2 separate regions of the Mus musculus genome follow, and region 2 is linked to region 1. The links are chromatin contacts, called in public Hi-C maps. All regions are on one chromosome and are shown on one strand. The core of a region is the stretch at or near the end of the contact, and the rest is flanking DNA. Distances in the headings are between cores, read along the strand shown.

Region 1 (7,033 bases), core at 508-3,007:
ATTTAATCCTTGTAAATTCCAATTTGTCTCTCATTATTTGTAAACATGGCACAGAAATAAATTCATAATAAGGCCTGTTATTGTTTCCTGCTAGAAAAATGATATGGTCTAAGAACCTTTGTTATGTGGCGTTAAGTCACTGAGTCGCTGCTCTTTTTTCACCAAAAGAGGACTGCGGGCATAGCGACTTCAGTAACTTCCAGGGCAGTTGTGAGGGTCAGATGAGGTAGGGAAACTGCATTGTAAACATTACCATGCTTATGAAGAAATTAATTTCAAAGATAACTTTCCAAATGCCCTAAAGACAGACATTTACTTTTGCATCATATAGCTACTTGTAAAATTATGTATGTGCATCTTCAGCCTGGCTTTCTTCGATAAAAGCATTAAGATAGCCGTGGGATTTAAACACCCAGTAATGTTGTGATTTCAGATGCAATTTGAATTATTGAAGGAGACGTGGAGAGAATATTACTCTCCAGAAGTCCTGTGACCCAGACATATGAGCCTTTAAGGTCTATGGAGATGGTCCTTACTGTTTCCACTTAGGAGTAAGAAGACCCAAGGATTAATCTGGACATTCTATTATTCGTAAGTATGTAGTCAAGGCTGGAAAGCCCTGTGATCCAGGATTGAAAGGTGTAGTGAACGGAAGACCCTGTGTTGCTATGAACTTGTTGGCATGTTCACCAAATGGGTAGAGTACAACATTCAAGTAACCCAGCTGAAACCCCGGAAGGCTTCCTAACTCTTCCCTCTTGTTTTTAAGCTTTGGAAGCTAAATTAGGTTCAGGTTAGAAATCTGTTATGCTTGAAGCGCATACAGGAGGTAATGAGTGCTGTCAGGAGTGGCAAGTCCTATTTAACTTTGATCATTTCCATGATCACAGAGCACATACCTTGCCCTAACCAACAATCTGGCGCCATGCAGTTAATCCTGATAGGGGATCTTGGGAGCAGAGTTTTCTGGATGGAAAGGCACCTATTGCCTCTGCTACAAAACCAAAGCAAACTCAACGAAACAACTCAATGTGCTTGACCCACTGTGTAGTCATCATCACTTTCACAGTCCAGGAACGGAGTATTACAGGATCATAGACTGAGCTGGATATTAATAAATCAGAGAAGAAGACTAAGGATGCCACACTGGGCATCCTGGGAAGCAGTCCTACCCAGTTTGCTCTCTGGAGAGAGTGCAAGTGCTCTGCTCACAGTGACAGGCCAGACTGCAAGGCGAGGATTGCCTTTCTCCAAGGAAGCCCGTCTTCCCTAGGGTGTGGTACTACTAGGCTACAGCAGCCATCACCTTTATAAAAACCCAAGCCATATTTGAATTGTCTTTAAATTTCAAGGAAGAGGACAAAGAAATGTGAGCAAGGCTTCATTCCTAGCTCTCAGACTACCGTCCCAAGAGAACCTGAGGTTCCATGGAGCAGGAATAAAGAGGAGTCCTTACTTCGTCTGGGGAACACAGATGGGGTATGGGTTCTAAGAAACATTCCCGACCGGTTACTGAGCTGGGAAGTGGAGCGGGAGCAGTTTACTTCCTGCTTCGCCGCGGAAAAACTCAGCTAGGGCCGAGCGGGAAGGAGGACGTGGTCTCCGAGTCGCCAGCTGCTAGGGTGGGGTTTCGGGGCACGATTAGACAGAGATTCGGACAGTTACGTGAGACCCCGCCCACCCAGGATGCACGCTCCCAACGGTGTGCGGAATGAGCCCCCGAAGTTAATCTTGGGGTCAGACGTTCTCAGCTCTCACGGGAGAGGCTAGCAAAGCGAAGATTGCAGGGTCTGGCCTGAATGTTCTGGGCCACCGTGGGGGCCGGTGATCACTGTCTTTCTTGCCACTCTTTCCTCTCAAGTTCCCGAATTTCCATCTCCACCTCCGACCCACTGGGGACTGACCAGGGACTGGAAAGAGCGCGAAAGGTATAAAGGGGAGAAGAGACTGCGCCTTTTGGTGCCCGGGTGAAAGGTGCCAATCGACCGCATCGCTCTGCGTGGCCCTACCTGGGAGGTGCGGAGCCCGGGGCACGACGCTCGGTGTTCTCAGAGGCAGACTCTGAGGCACGTATTTTAGACCGTCCAGTGGTACTATTGTCTCTGTTATCTTAGAGTCCGCCGGGGGCTGTCTCCGTGATGACAGCCCACGCTCCCTTTTCCGCCCTCATGAACTTGCTCTCCACAGACCACGGATCTGCTTGAGTGCCCACGGATCCTGTGCAATTGGACTTGAATGTCCTTTAACAGGCCTTGGCCATCAGAACACCAAAACCATAAAACCTTCGAGAAATCAACCACTCACTCTGAGGCTCGCTGTAGAAGAGTGGCTTAGACTCTCCCACTTCGGAGTCCCAGTTGATCACCAACCCGCTTGCTACAGGCCCCAAATGGTTACGGGCACAGCTTCTAGTTACATTAGACGCTTCCTTGCCCCAGCCTTTCGAGCCTCAGGTCTGCTTTGGGGATGTGGCTTAGGCAGTAGCCACCTAGAAATCCTGCACTGTTTGAGTGTGATACCGCTGCGGACTACAGCAGACAGGCGTGCCAGGCTTCTAGTCCAGATACCCACCCCCACCCCAGTAAATCTCTAGTGTTGAGGGAAGCAAGGCTTGCAGGAAGCCGCTCCGGATGTTTGCTTCTTTACTTGTGGCATTTGTGGCTGGCTTTGATAACGTCGTGAGCTCGGCTTCCAACACCCATTTAGTGAAGAAACTGAAATATGGCCCACTCACACTGCTGGCGGGTCTGAAGTGCGGTTGGCCCCAACACTCCTCCCAAAGTATCTATCAAGAGAATGGTCAGCAGAAGTTAGATCTAGGTAAGAGGACGGGAAGGGGGACTAGTCTTGGGAAAGCGCCACATTTCCTGGTAGATTTGTTAAGTAAAGTGCTATCTAGGGACTCCAGGGGAGGCTGTTTTAAGGAACGGGGAAGAGCCCAAAAGTGGTCGCTTGGACTCCTACTGTGTTTGTGCTTTCCCTCAGAAAGATCAGTTGTTAATCTTCAGGGATGCTTGTAAATAACGCTGCCTCCCCATCCCCGGGCTTTCTTTCTAACCACTTTCTCAGTTCCTTTTATGGAGCTCGAACAGAACTAGGTACCCAGGTAAAATGGTGTAAATACATTTTCTAGACCTACACCTGAATTATATTTCTGTTGTCTCTTAGTTTTTAGAGAAATCAACCAAGACAGGGAAGACAGAGAAAATGCATTCTGGACCCGCTACTGTTTTCAATCGTCATTTCAAACAAAACCCGTAGTTTATTTAAAAAAAAAAAAAACACGGAAAGAGAAAATTAGGCCCTGAGATCTTTGAAAAGATGCCCATTACTAGATACAAAAGAGAAGAGTCACTGTGGAGGTGAGGGACTGCGTCCCTGCTTCTGAGAGGCAGGAGAGCTACATGGGGAGACTGTCTCAAAACTAACAACAGAAGAGATAGAATTTTTTTTTTCTTAAAGAGCACCTGGCTAGAGAATCGATTTGTAAAATTGCTATTTCTACCCTTAGAGTTTCCTTGATTAAACATCTGAAATGCATTTTTTTTGTTTTACTTTCAAGCTAATGTTTTTCAGAAAAAAATAAAAAGCTTTGAGGAAAAGCACATTATCAGTTAGATTTAAGACCAATTGCTTTTAAATTACCAATTTAAAATATCATTTTTTTTATTTCTTAAAGCAGATTTAATTTTACCCCCTTTGTATGAATCTTACAGACCTGGAGTTTTAACTACTATCACTGATCTCTACACACAACCTCCAGCTTTAAATGGGAGGGAGGGTCACCACTGCTTTATAACATAACAAATTAGAGAAAAGCTGGCTTCTGTATGAGTTCTTTGGAGACAAAGTAGCTCCAGAAACTGCAGACCAGAAGCTATCAAAATCTCTGTGCTTTTTTGGAACCTCCAGTAAGCCAGATTTGGTCTCTGAAATAATACAGGAAAACCTCAGCATGTCACCTCATGGATACAAGTAAGTAATACTTTTCAATCAGCTATTCACAGTAAAGAAAGTCTGTTTTGGAAACTGACATGTTGAGTCCTTCCTTCCTTCCTTCCTTCCTTCCTTCCTTCCTTCCTTCCTTCCTTCCTCCCTCTCTCCCTCCCTCCCTTCCTTCCTTTCTTCCTTTCTTCCTCTCCTTCAAGACAGGGTTGCATGTAGCCCAGGCTGGCCTCTAATTCCATATGTAGCTAAGGACAATCATGAACGTATTTTTCTGCCCCCCACATCTCAAGTGCTGGAATTATAGAATTACAGGCACTAGGCATCTCATAGACTGTCTTTCGGAATTGTACTAGATGAACATTCAAACTGAGCTCGATCACCATTCCTTTGAGTTTTCCTACCTTAAAACTACGCAAGGATGACCGTTGGATCTGGTAGAGAACAACACAAACATGCAAACAAACTCAAATGTAACACAGAGCTTTTGGAGCTCCTTGTCTGAAGGAGGGCTGCTAAGTGTGTGTAACACTCTCCCAGTGTCTGCCTTAACAGGTGATGAGTCTCCCTTTCCTCTCCTAGAATCTATAATGCTGCCCTTGAAAAAGACTACGTCTAGAACTAAATGAGTTTGCTAATATTTGGAGGGTGCTGAGTGGTTGCTGGGATAAGCATTGTAGGAAGGCATGTTTTGAAGCCCGTGGGAAAGTACTTTCAGGTTTAAAATAAATTTAAGGGTGGTCAGCTTTTCATTCCAGTCTTAAGAAAACGTTGTAACCGTCTGTCAGGCTAACAGTCTTACACGCTACGGATTTGCTGCTTAAATGGACTGATCCTTTTCCTCCGAGGAACAGCACAGTGCTGCTGTCTTTGCACTTTATTTTACATTTTAATCTCGTGGTGTTTGCGATGGAATCATGGCCTTGCAAGTCTTTAGAAATAAAACCAGATCTTGCCTCTTTTGCCGAACACACAAAAGGAGCTTTTGTTTTATATTTTTATGTTTCACACTGAAATTCCTCAGGGTTGACTTGAGCTCTTATTGAGCAGTGATATATTAGTGATATAGCATTTTATGTTAAACTTTGTTTTATTACAACTTGCTATTTACCTTGGATATTTTTATTATAATATAAGCATGATGGATGAGTTCTTGGGAGAAGAACAGGATTTTTTTTCTCTGAAAAATCATGCTAAGTTAATTACCTTCGGTAATATTTTTTTAAAAGAATGGAATAAATACCTATACCTAGTATGTTGATGTGAACAACCTTGGACTTGTTCTTCAATCTTCCGTTACAGTGAGCAGCACCTCCAGACATCTGAATTTCAGCCTTCCTATTTCCCCAAGAGGTCTTGGCGCCAGCGCCCGGCTCCAGCCAGTTTTCCCCAAGGCAGGTGTAGCCAGAACACTGCCGGGGGAGGGGAAAGGGGCGGGTGTGGGACTTGGGACTCGGACCACTGGCTGGGCGGGGGCCTAAGGACTAGGGTCCGGTCCGCCCCCGCCTCGCCATTGGCCGCGTCCATAAAGAAAAGGGCCCCGCGGCCCGGGGGGACACCCGCAGTGTCACTGGGTAGATCTCCAGCGCGGATTAGGCGAAGGGTTAGGTCTACCAGGAGAGCAGCGGGAGGGTAGCACCCGCTCAGCTTTACGAGTTCCTCTGGGCATCTCCAGGCTAGCTTCCGATCCCTGCCTCAGGGTCGGGGGAAGCGGCGTGTCCCGTGGCCATAGCAGAGCTCGGGGTCGGTCTGGAGAGCCATGAGCAGCCCGGATGCGGGATACGCCAGTGACGACCAGAGCCAGCCCCGGAGCGCGCAGCCCGCGGTGATGGCAGGGTTGGGCCCCTGTCCCTGGGCCGAGTCCCTGAGCCCCCTCGGGGATGTAAAGGTGAAAGGCGAGGTGGTGGCGAGTAGCGGGGCGCCAGCCGGGACGTCGGGCCGAGCCAAAGCGGAGTCTCGCATCCGGCGGCCGATGAACGCCTTTATGGTGTGGGCCAAAGACGAACGCAAGCGGTTGGCACAGCAGAACCCAGATCTGCACAACGCAGAGCTAAGCAAGATGCTAGGTGAGTCGGACCAGGGGGATACAGGGCACCGGCGCACTCCAGAGAATCTCCTTGAGCCACTTCCTTGAGCCAAGAGGTGTGCTGTAGACTCAATCCCTTCTTCCAGCTCCCTCTCTCGCCAAAGTAACACTTTGGTCTTTGGGCCATAGGAGCGAATGTAAGGGTTTCTCAGTATTTCAGAGAGGTAACCCGCACAGCCCTGGCTCGACCCCTTCCCAGATCAGGGGACTTTGGCAGTTTTTCGAGTTAAGGGGAGAAAGGTAAGGGAGGAAGCCCCTTCTAGGCGTCCTGTAAGGACGCGATCTAACACTTTCATCCGAATAGGACCGGGCTTCTCACCTGCTCGCTCAGTGAGAGGTTGCACCAGAGAGGGGTCAGGGTGCCGGAGCTCACTCGGGTAACCCTGCGCGCCTCTCCACCTTTCCCTGCAGGCAAGTCTTGGAAGGCGTTGACCTTGGCAGAGAAGCGGCCCTTCGTGGAAGAGGCCGAGCGGCTGCGCGTGCAGCATATGCAGGACCACCCCAACTACAAGTACCGGCCGCGGCGGCGCAAGCAGGTGAAGCGCATGAAGCGGGTGGAGGGAGGCTTCCTGCACGCTCTCGTCGAGCCCCAGGCCGGCGCGCTTGGTCCCGAGGGCGGCCGCGTGGCCATGGATGGCCTGGGTCTGCCTTTCCCGGAGCCGGGCTATCCGGCCGGTCCTCCGCTGATGTCTCCGCACATGGGCCCCCACTATCGGGACTGCCAGGGACTGGGCGCTCCCGCGCTCGACGGCTACCCTCTGCCCACTCCGGACACATCCCCGCTGGATGGCGTGGAGCAGGACCCGGCTTTCTTTGCAGCCCCGCTGCCAGGGGACTGCCCGGCGGCCGGCACCTACACTTACGCTCCAGTCTCGGACTATGCAGTGTCCGTAGAGCCGCCCGCTGGCCCCATGCGAGTGGGGCCGGACCCCTCGGGCCCTGCGATGCCGGGGATCCTGGCGCCCCCCAGCGCTCTGCACCTGTACTACGGCGCGATGGGCT
Region 2 (7,292 bases), core at 1,094-3,593, 360 kb before region 1:
GCTTCAAGCAGTTTCCATTTTTATGGTCTGAAGTAACTTAAAAATAGCTGCTGTCACAGTTCATCACATTTATAAAGATACGTAAGGAGAATCACAAGAGTTCCAGGTCAGACTGGGCTACATAGCAAGATGCCATATTTAAAACAAAAACAAAAAAAAGAAAAAATAGGGATTGGGGGTGGGCATGGCAGTGGCCTGAAGACTTTAATCTCAGCACTCAGGAGCCAGATCTCTGGGAGTTTAAGGCCAGCCTGGTCTACAGAGTAAGGTCCTAGTTAAGCAGGACATTATGACATGCAGTCTCAAAAAGAGAGAGAGAGAGAGTGTTTGGGGGAGGAGGGGAGTCCAAGAAATGGTTCAATAGGTAAAGGCTTAACAAGTGAGTTCAGTGCTAGGCCAATAATGCCAGCACTCAGGAAGCAGAGGAAGAAGGATTTGAGTTTGAGGCTAGCCTAATATACAGAGCAAGTTCCAGGAGAGCAAGGGCAACACAAAGAAATCCTCAAGTTGTCCTCTGACCTAGTTGTGTACACACACACACCCACACACAGGTTTTTAAATTTTAGATTTTTTTGTTTGTTTGGTTGGGCGGTTTTTTTTTTTTTTTTTTTTTTTTTTTTTTTGAGACTCTGTATAGTCCTGGCTGTCCTGGAACTCACTCTGTAGACCAGGCTGGCCTCGAACTCAGAAATCCGCCTACCTCTGCCTCCCAAATGCTGGGATTAAAGGCGTGCAGCACCAATGCCTGGCCCAAGAATTTATTGAGTATCATTTTGATCTTTCTTTGCATTTCATCAGCCTGTTTGAATTTCAGGACTGGAAAATGAAAGAAAAAGCAATTAAAAAAAAAAACAGCTTTGTCTTCTTTTTCAAGACAAATTTTCATCTTAGTTATGGTTTTGCACTACCAGAAATCAGATTTGAGAATGACTTGAAGTCTGTCTTGATGTATTTGGGAAAATAAGTTACGAAGTTAATGACTTTTTTCTTCTTGCGAGTTTCCTCTGTGGCAATCTGGGAACCTTCAGCCAGAGAGAGGTTTCCCAATTTAAAAAAAAAAAAAATGTTTAACCTATCATATAACCAGAACTCATCACCTGCATCAAGTAATGAAATAGCTCAATCAGTAAGAAAGAAAAACAACACAGGCTAATATCTGGAACAGAAAACAAACAGGAAATATTTGAAAGGACCAAAATCGTACATACGGATTAACGGGGCATGAAATTAAATGCGGGTCAACACACCTGTTTAAGAAAGAGGAACCGGGGGCGTCTGAAAGTCTTACATTATTTGGTATTAACACTAAATCCTAAGCTGGCAGCGAGTGGAAAGTCAGCGAGCTCCTAGCTCAAGCAAAACTACACAGTATTTAAGCGACAGCACTTTAGCTCTGACTCAGTTTCTTGACTCATAAAAAGAATTCTGCAGAGGCGCGTAACTCTAAAGCACTCACTGCACAAACGTTTAGCATCTCTGCACGGCTTTTACTTCACAAATGGCAAAAGTCTCTGGTGTTTTGATAATGCAAACCTGCTGCGTCTGGAAGAAGAGATTCAAGTGAAGCTGGCTGGAGAGGTCAAGTGTGGAAGCAAAGGGATGGAAAGTGGTACACACCGAGGGACACATCCACACAGACCAATCAAGGAACAGAGGATGTCATCCGTCCCGCTGCAGCCTCAGCACCATACCCGCGGAGCAGCAGCAGCCGGCTGCCCGGCACATCGCACGCAGGCCGACTTGCCAAGGGGCGGCGTATTTTCTGTTTGTGATTACCAAGTGGGTGTAAGGCAGAGCTGGGATAAACACACTTTACGGCCCGTCTGCAACTGACCGCGGCACCCAGCGAAGCCGCTCTGGGGTAACCGGCGGCGGCCACCGTACATTCTCTCAGCCCAGCGTCGAGGGCTTCAGTCCTGGGCTCACTGCGGCCGTGGGCAGCACGGACCTGAAAGCCCGGAGGGCGCGCGGCGCGGCCCGGCCCGGCCCGGCCCTGACTGACTCCGCGTGGGCCGGTGTCGCGGACTCGGCCGCGGCCTGCCCCGGGCCCGCCCGCTTACCGCATTCTTTTTCTGCACCATTTTGTCCATCTTCTTGGCAATGCGAACCACCTCGTCCTCCATGGCTCCGGAAGGCCTCCCCTCGCCCGGCCACAGCGGACGGGAAGCGAGAGAAGCTGCGCGGACGTTGGACAAGCCGCGAAGCCGCTGGCCTAGGCCTTCCTCACAGACCCGGCCCGCGGCGGCAGGGATAAGCGCTCCGCCCCCTAGGCCGTGCCAGTCAAGCACCGCGCGCGCCACACAGGCACTACGAATCGATCGCAGGAGACTGGAAAGTAGAAGTGGCTCGCTCAGGCGTGCGCTGTTCTTTTAATCTATTCCCGCCCCCAGCAGTCTGGAACTTCCGGCCCTATCCGGACTCGCGTTGCTGGCGAGCTGGAGTTGGACGGAGTCCGGCTTTCACGCCAGAGGGATCAGGCAGTAGGCGGTAGGTTGCTACGAGTTCCATCGAAACCCCTCCGGCAGAGCGTTCTCTGGGACGCAGGACAGGCATTGCCGAGGGCTTAAAGCGCATGAGCACTGAGGCTCACTCTTGGACTCAGATATTCAAACCATCTAGCCTGCTGATGAAAACCGACTAAAAAGACGACGGCCTTGAGAATTGTGACTTAAAAAAAGCCACGGTAAAAAAATGACATGTATAGTGTCTGGGATTGTTTTTACTTTGTTCCATGTGTTGAAAGTTAATAAATCAGGAGCCAATGAACATTACAGACTTTTAAGACTCAAAATATCTTCTTTCCAATGAAAAAAGTTAACTAAAACACATGTCGTGTCAAATTAAACATTTGTCACCAAGCATGATAGAAGGCCGTGGCATATAACTAATGTGCATTTTCACACTTTAAACTTAAGATCAAATAAAGTATAGCTCCCCAGGGTAACAGTGAATTCCACTTTGACTAATCAGTTTCTATTGAAAGTAAATGGTTCAGTACCATTTTTCACCCATAACTCATGCTTTTCATTTATTTTCTTTGTCCTTTTCCTTCAATTTCCTTGTGAGGTAATAAAGAGGAGACAATCACCAGGCAGTGGTGCCCCACGCCTTTGATCTCAGCACTTGGGAGGCAGAGGCAGGCGGATTTCTGAGTTCGAGGCCAGTCTGGTCTACAAAGTGAGTTCCAGGACAGCCAGAGCTACACAGAGAAACCCTGTCTCGAAAAACCGGAAAAAAAAAAAAAAAAAAAAAAAAAAGAGGGGACAACATTTTCTCATTTGCAGATGAGAAAGTGGGTCTGTGTCCAGTTAAACCATTTACTACCAATTCACACTATGCATAACAGCATTTCAAAGTTAATTACCATTAACCAAAATTTACCACTTAAGATTCTCTCTATACTAAGATAAAGCCCTTTATGGTTCAAGATATCTATCTGGTCTCCACTGCCTTGAGACAGGGTCTCTCCCTGAATTAGAAGTTTGAAGTCAGCTAGGCTGACTGGCCAGCAAATTCCCCAATCGGCCTCTCTTAGACTCCCAAGCATTGTGGTTGCAGGAATGCACATCTATGCCCAGCTTTTTTCTGCAGGTGCTGGGAATTCCATCTCAGAACCCCAGGCACTCATGCTTGGAAAACAAGTACTCCTGTCCACTTAGCCATCTCCCCAGCCTCAAGTTAAGTTTTAAGTGTTGTAAGAGAAACAAAGTTTACCATTTTAGCTTTTTGTTTTTAGACAGGGTCTTTTGTAGCCTATGCTTGCCTTAGTTATCTATGAAGCCCAAGTTATCCATAAAATCCTGCTAGGATTGCAGGCGAGCACCACCATATCCAGTTTAACTGATTTCAAGTACGAGGTGTTTACAGAACCACACGTGCTGTACATTATGACCCCTGACAGTTTCCAAGCTTTCCATCATTTATCATCAGGAACATAGAGCGGAAGAGCTGTTATTACTCTGAGCTCAGTTGTGCCTGCTTGGGAAGTTCATCATAGAGCTTGTTGACTGTTGAAGTTCATAGAGGTAGGCCTGGAGGATCACTAGACCTCACCCACATATCCAGCCATCCCTTCCAACTAGTTGTTTGCAGTTCTGCCCTAATTGGGGATGGCCTCAGGTTTCAGAGGAAGGGCTAGTCTGTAGGCTGGAAACGATTAGGAACAGGGCTGCATTATCCACAGAGGAGCCCATATCTAGGTGACGGGGATGGGGAAGGTGCAGACTTCCCCTTGTGGTTGCTTTAGGATCATCTATGCACTGTGCCTTATAAACTCATAGGTTCTCCAGAGTGAATTGTTTTGTCCTTGGAACTTTAGGAATGGGTAGACAATACCTAGGTCCACCCCCAGGGTGAAAACACCCAAGCTTATTGTGTAATTAAGATTGACTTTATTTTCCTGCCTCCACCCAAGTACTAGGTTGATCTCCATGGCTCAATAGTCTAGCTAGCATCTTTGTTTGTAAACAATAGCCTTGCAGGTGGTGATGTTGCTGCCTAAGGCAAAGTTAAGGTGATTTGAGTTAACCCTGGCTAGGCTCTTGAGCTAGTTGTTTTCTTTCTCCTCCCCCAGGGGGCTACACACTGAGAAACACTATCTCAACAAAACAAAACTAAGCATAACATTGTTGATGTAAAAACCACAGCTTTCATCTCAAAGGAAATAATATATAGCTTATTTTGGAGGCATTTTGAGTTACCATGGCCAGGAACACAGACTTATTTTATTCCAAATTCCATGTTCCAAAGTGGAAGCAGTTTCATGAAAGTTTATAGTTCAAGGCCAGGCGTGGTGGTGCACACCTTTAATCTCAGCACTTGGGAGGCAGAGGCAAGTGAATTTCTGAGTTCGAGGCCAGCTTGTGCTACAGAGTGAGTTCCAGGACAGCCAGGGCTACACAGAGAGACTCTGTCTAAAAAAACCAAAGTTTGTAGTTCTACAAGAGAAAGTAATAAATCAAGGCAAATTTCAAATGTATTGGTGGATATGTCAGTGGTGGTTTCAGCACGATGAAGCTTTTGGGTCGATGGAAGCTAGTGGTCTGCTAAGATCTGAAAAGGTTATCTATTAGTCACAAGAGTTTAGTTTAGACAAAGTGGGTGAGAAGGAATTCTGTCAGAGGGCTTGAACTAGCCCAAGTGTAGGTGAGTATGCAGAAATCTAGCCTCTTCACAGTACTGCAGTCTACCTGGTCAGTCAGTGTCTGAAGAGGAACAGCTAGAACCCTACAGCTTTCAGCATGCTGTACTATACAAGTGAAAACAGTTCTCTTTTCCTTATCTCTGACTGTACAGGGAAAACTTTCTTTCCTTTGTGGAGTATAATGTCCACTGGTTTTTAGAGACACACGATGTTCCTATTTCTAATTTGTTTCTATCGTAATTTGGTGTTGAGATAATTAGGTGCTATTTTTCCTAGTTTCCTGCTGAAGGACTAGATATTTCCCAGCTTCCCTTACGGACTATGTCCTTTTCACCCATTTGGACATCCGAACACATGGGTGACAAGATGCCTCTTTGATGTTATTGATGTGAATAAATATGGTTTATTCACCCAAGTCCTTCTTCCTGCGTTCTCTATGTCTGTTTAAAAATAAATGAATCTAACACTATTAATGTTACATACATACGATTGGTTTTGTATGTTGAGCCACTCTTACATTCTGGATAGCCTAGACTTTACTGAATAAGAATGGGATCCTATAGTGTGGCCTTGGTCCTCCTTGGCTGGTAATACTGGTTTCTTAGACTGTTTCAAAAGGGTGTTTTCTCATGCAGTTTGATACAGTTGAAAAGTGTTCTTGTAGGAAGGTCAGAATTACAATCTCAGTTGACTGCAGCACCTTATTAGAGTCAGTACAACTCCATTCTGCGGAGAGGGAAAAACACATGTTCAGAGCTGTTATATAGGCAGGAAAAGGCTGAAGAAAGCAAAAATTAAAAAATAATTTTAAAAACTCCGGTCAGTTACTTGTAAACTAGAACAGAGAGAACAATTTAAAAAAGAAGTCAGCATTATGTTACTTTTGTGTGAGGCCTGAGGAGCGTGAATTTTACTAGCTTAACTAAAACTAGCTTATTTGGTAAATTTGATACATGCCCCCTCAAAATCAGGGAAGGTCAGATAAAGAGTTTTCAGTTTAATACCTGAAAGTTTTGGTATAAGTGACTCCATTCTGATATATAGCCTGGTATTATGCTGGGCTCTAGTGCGATTTATACTAGCCAAAAACAATGGAACTCACTCTGTAGACCAGGCTGGCCTTGAACTCAGAAATCCGCCTGCTTCTGCCTCCCGAGTGCTGGGATTAAATGCTCGAGCCACCACACCCAGCTCAATTACTTCTTTAATCCCAGACTGAGTTCTCACTATAGTGGGAATGATGTAAATGTCTGTAATATGGAGTTCCCTATATAGGAACTGCAGGCGCATTTTTACCAAGTGCTAAAAGTCAACAGCCAATCACTGCTAAGCCTCGAGCTGAATGCAAATGGCTGCCTATTGCACAGATGTCTATTTTGGTTGTATTTTGAAGTGATTTTGGGGGAAAATTGATCATGAAGCAAGAAAGTAATGAACTGAGCTAAGGAGACCAGACAAGGGGTTTAATTACACTCAGGGGCTCAGGTCTGGTAGGCTTAACCATCTGGTCTTGGGGCTTTTTTTTTGTTTTGCTTTTTCCTCCCCCTCCCCTTCTTTCTTTTCTTTCTCCCCCCTCAGCCCCCCCTCCCCCTCTGCTTTCTCTCATAATGGATCCAAGCTCATTTATTTCCTTTTTTTTTTTTTTTTTTTTTTTTGAGACAGGTTTCTCCGTATAGCCCTGGCTGGCCTGGAACTCACTTTGTAGACCAGGCTGGGCTCGAACTCAGAAATCTGCCTGAGTTCTCTGCCTCCCAACTGCTGGGATTAAAGGTGTGCGCCACCACGCCTGGCGCTCATTTCTTTCTATCAATTTCTTTCTATCTTCTTGGAGCCAGTCTGGGCAGCCTGTATTTTAATAGACATTTTGTTTATTTTTATCTACGTTATCTGTTTTATCTATGTTATCTATTGCAGCACTGTGGACTGGACCCATGGCTTCATACATTCTACCCGTAGCCCACTCTCCTTACATAGAGATAGATGTTCATAGTATTTTAAATGTTCTTTCAGTAAGTATGCCAAGAAGTTTTGTCAACTTGATTGATACAAGCTAAGTCATCTGAGAAGAGTAAAGCTCAATTAAGAAAATGCCCCTGTGTGATTGGGCTGCAGGCAGAGCCTGTAGGGCATTTTCTTACTTAGTGAGTGA

What was found. Hi-C and Micro-C count contacts between places; a contact is called where the count stands out from the background.
Region 2: a Hi-C map of nephron progenitors shows a contact between it and region 1, with 5 times the contacts expected there. The contact joins the promoter of Tcea1 here to the promoter of Sox17 in region 1. A contact is called at or near these places in 3 of 39 promoter capture datasets (cranial neural crest and embryonic stem cells), 3 of 484 Hi-C or Micro-C datasets (LSK cells, embryonic stem cells and nephron progenitors), 5 of 115 datasets of contacts at active chromatin or transcription factors (embryonic stem cells and stem cell-derived neural progenitor cells) and 2 of 9 other capture datasets (adipose tissue and liver).

The regions. Positions count from the first base shown.
Region 1 is chr1:4,492,078-4,499,110 of GRCm38.p6, reverse strand. It overlaps Sox17 (SRY (sex determining region Y)-box 17), which reads left to right and starts at 1,757. Exons shown (of 5, transcript NM_011441.5): 1 at 1,757-2,820; 2 at 3,169-3,975; 3 at 5,248-5,339; 4 at 5,645-6,011; 5 at 6,443-7,033. The coding sequence starts at 5,705.
Region 2 is chr1:4,852,745-4,860,036 of GRCm38.p6, reverse strand. Tcea1 (transcription elongation factor A (SII) 1) reads right to left here and starts at 2,343. Exons shown (of 10, transcript NM_011541.4): 1 at 2,061-2,343. The coding sequence starts at 2,123.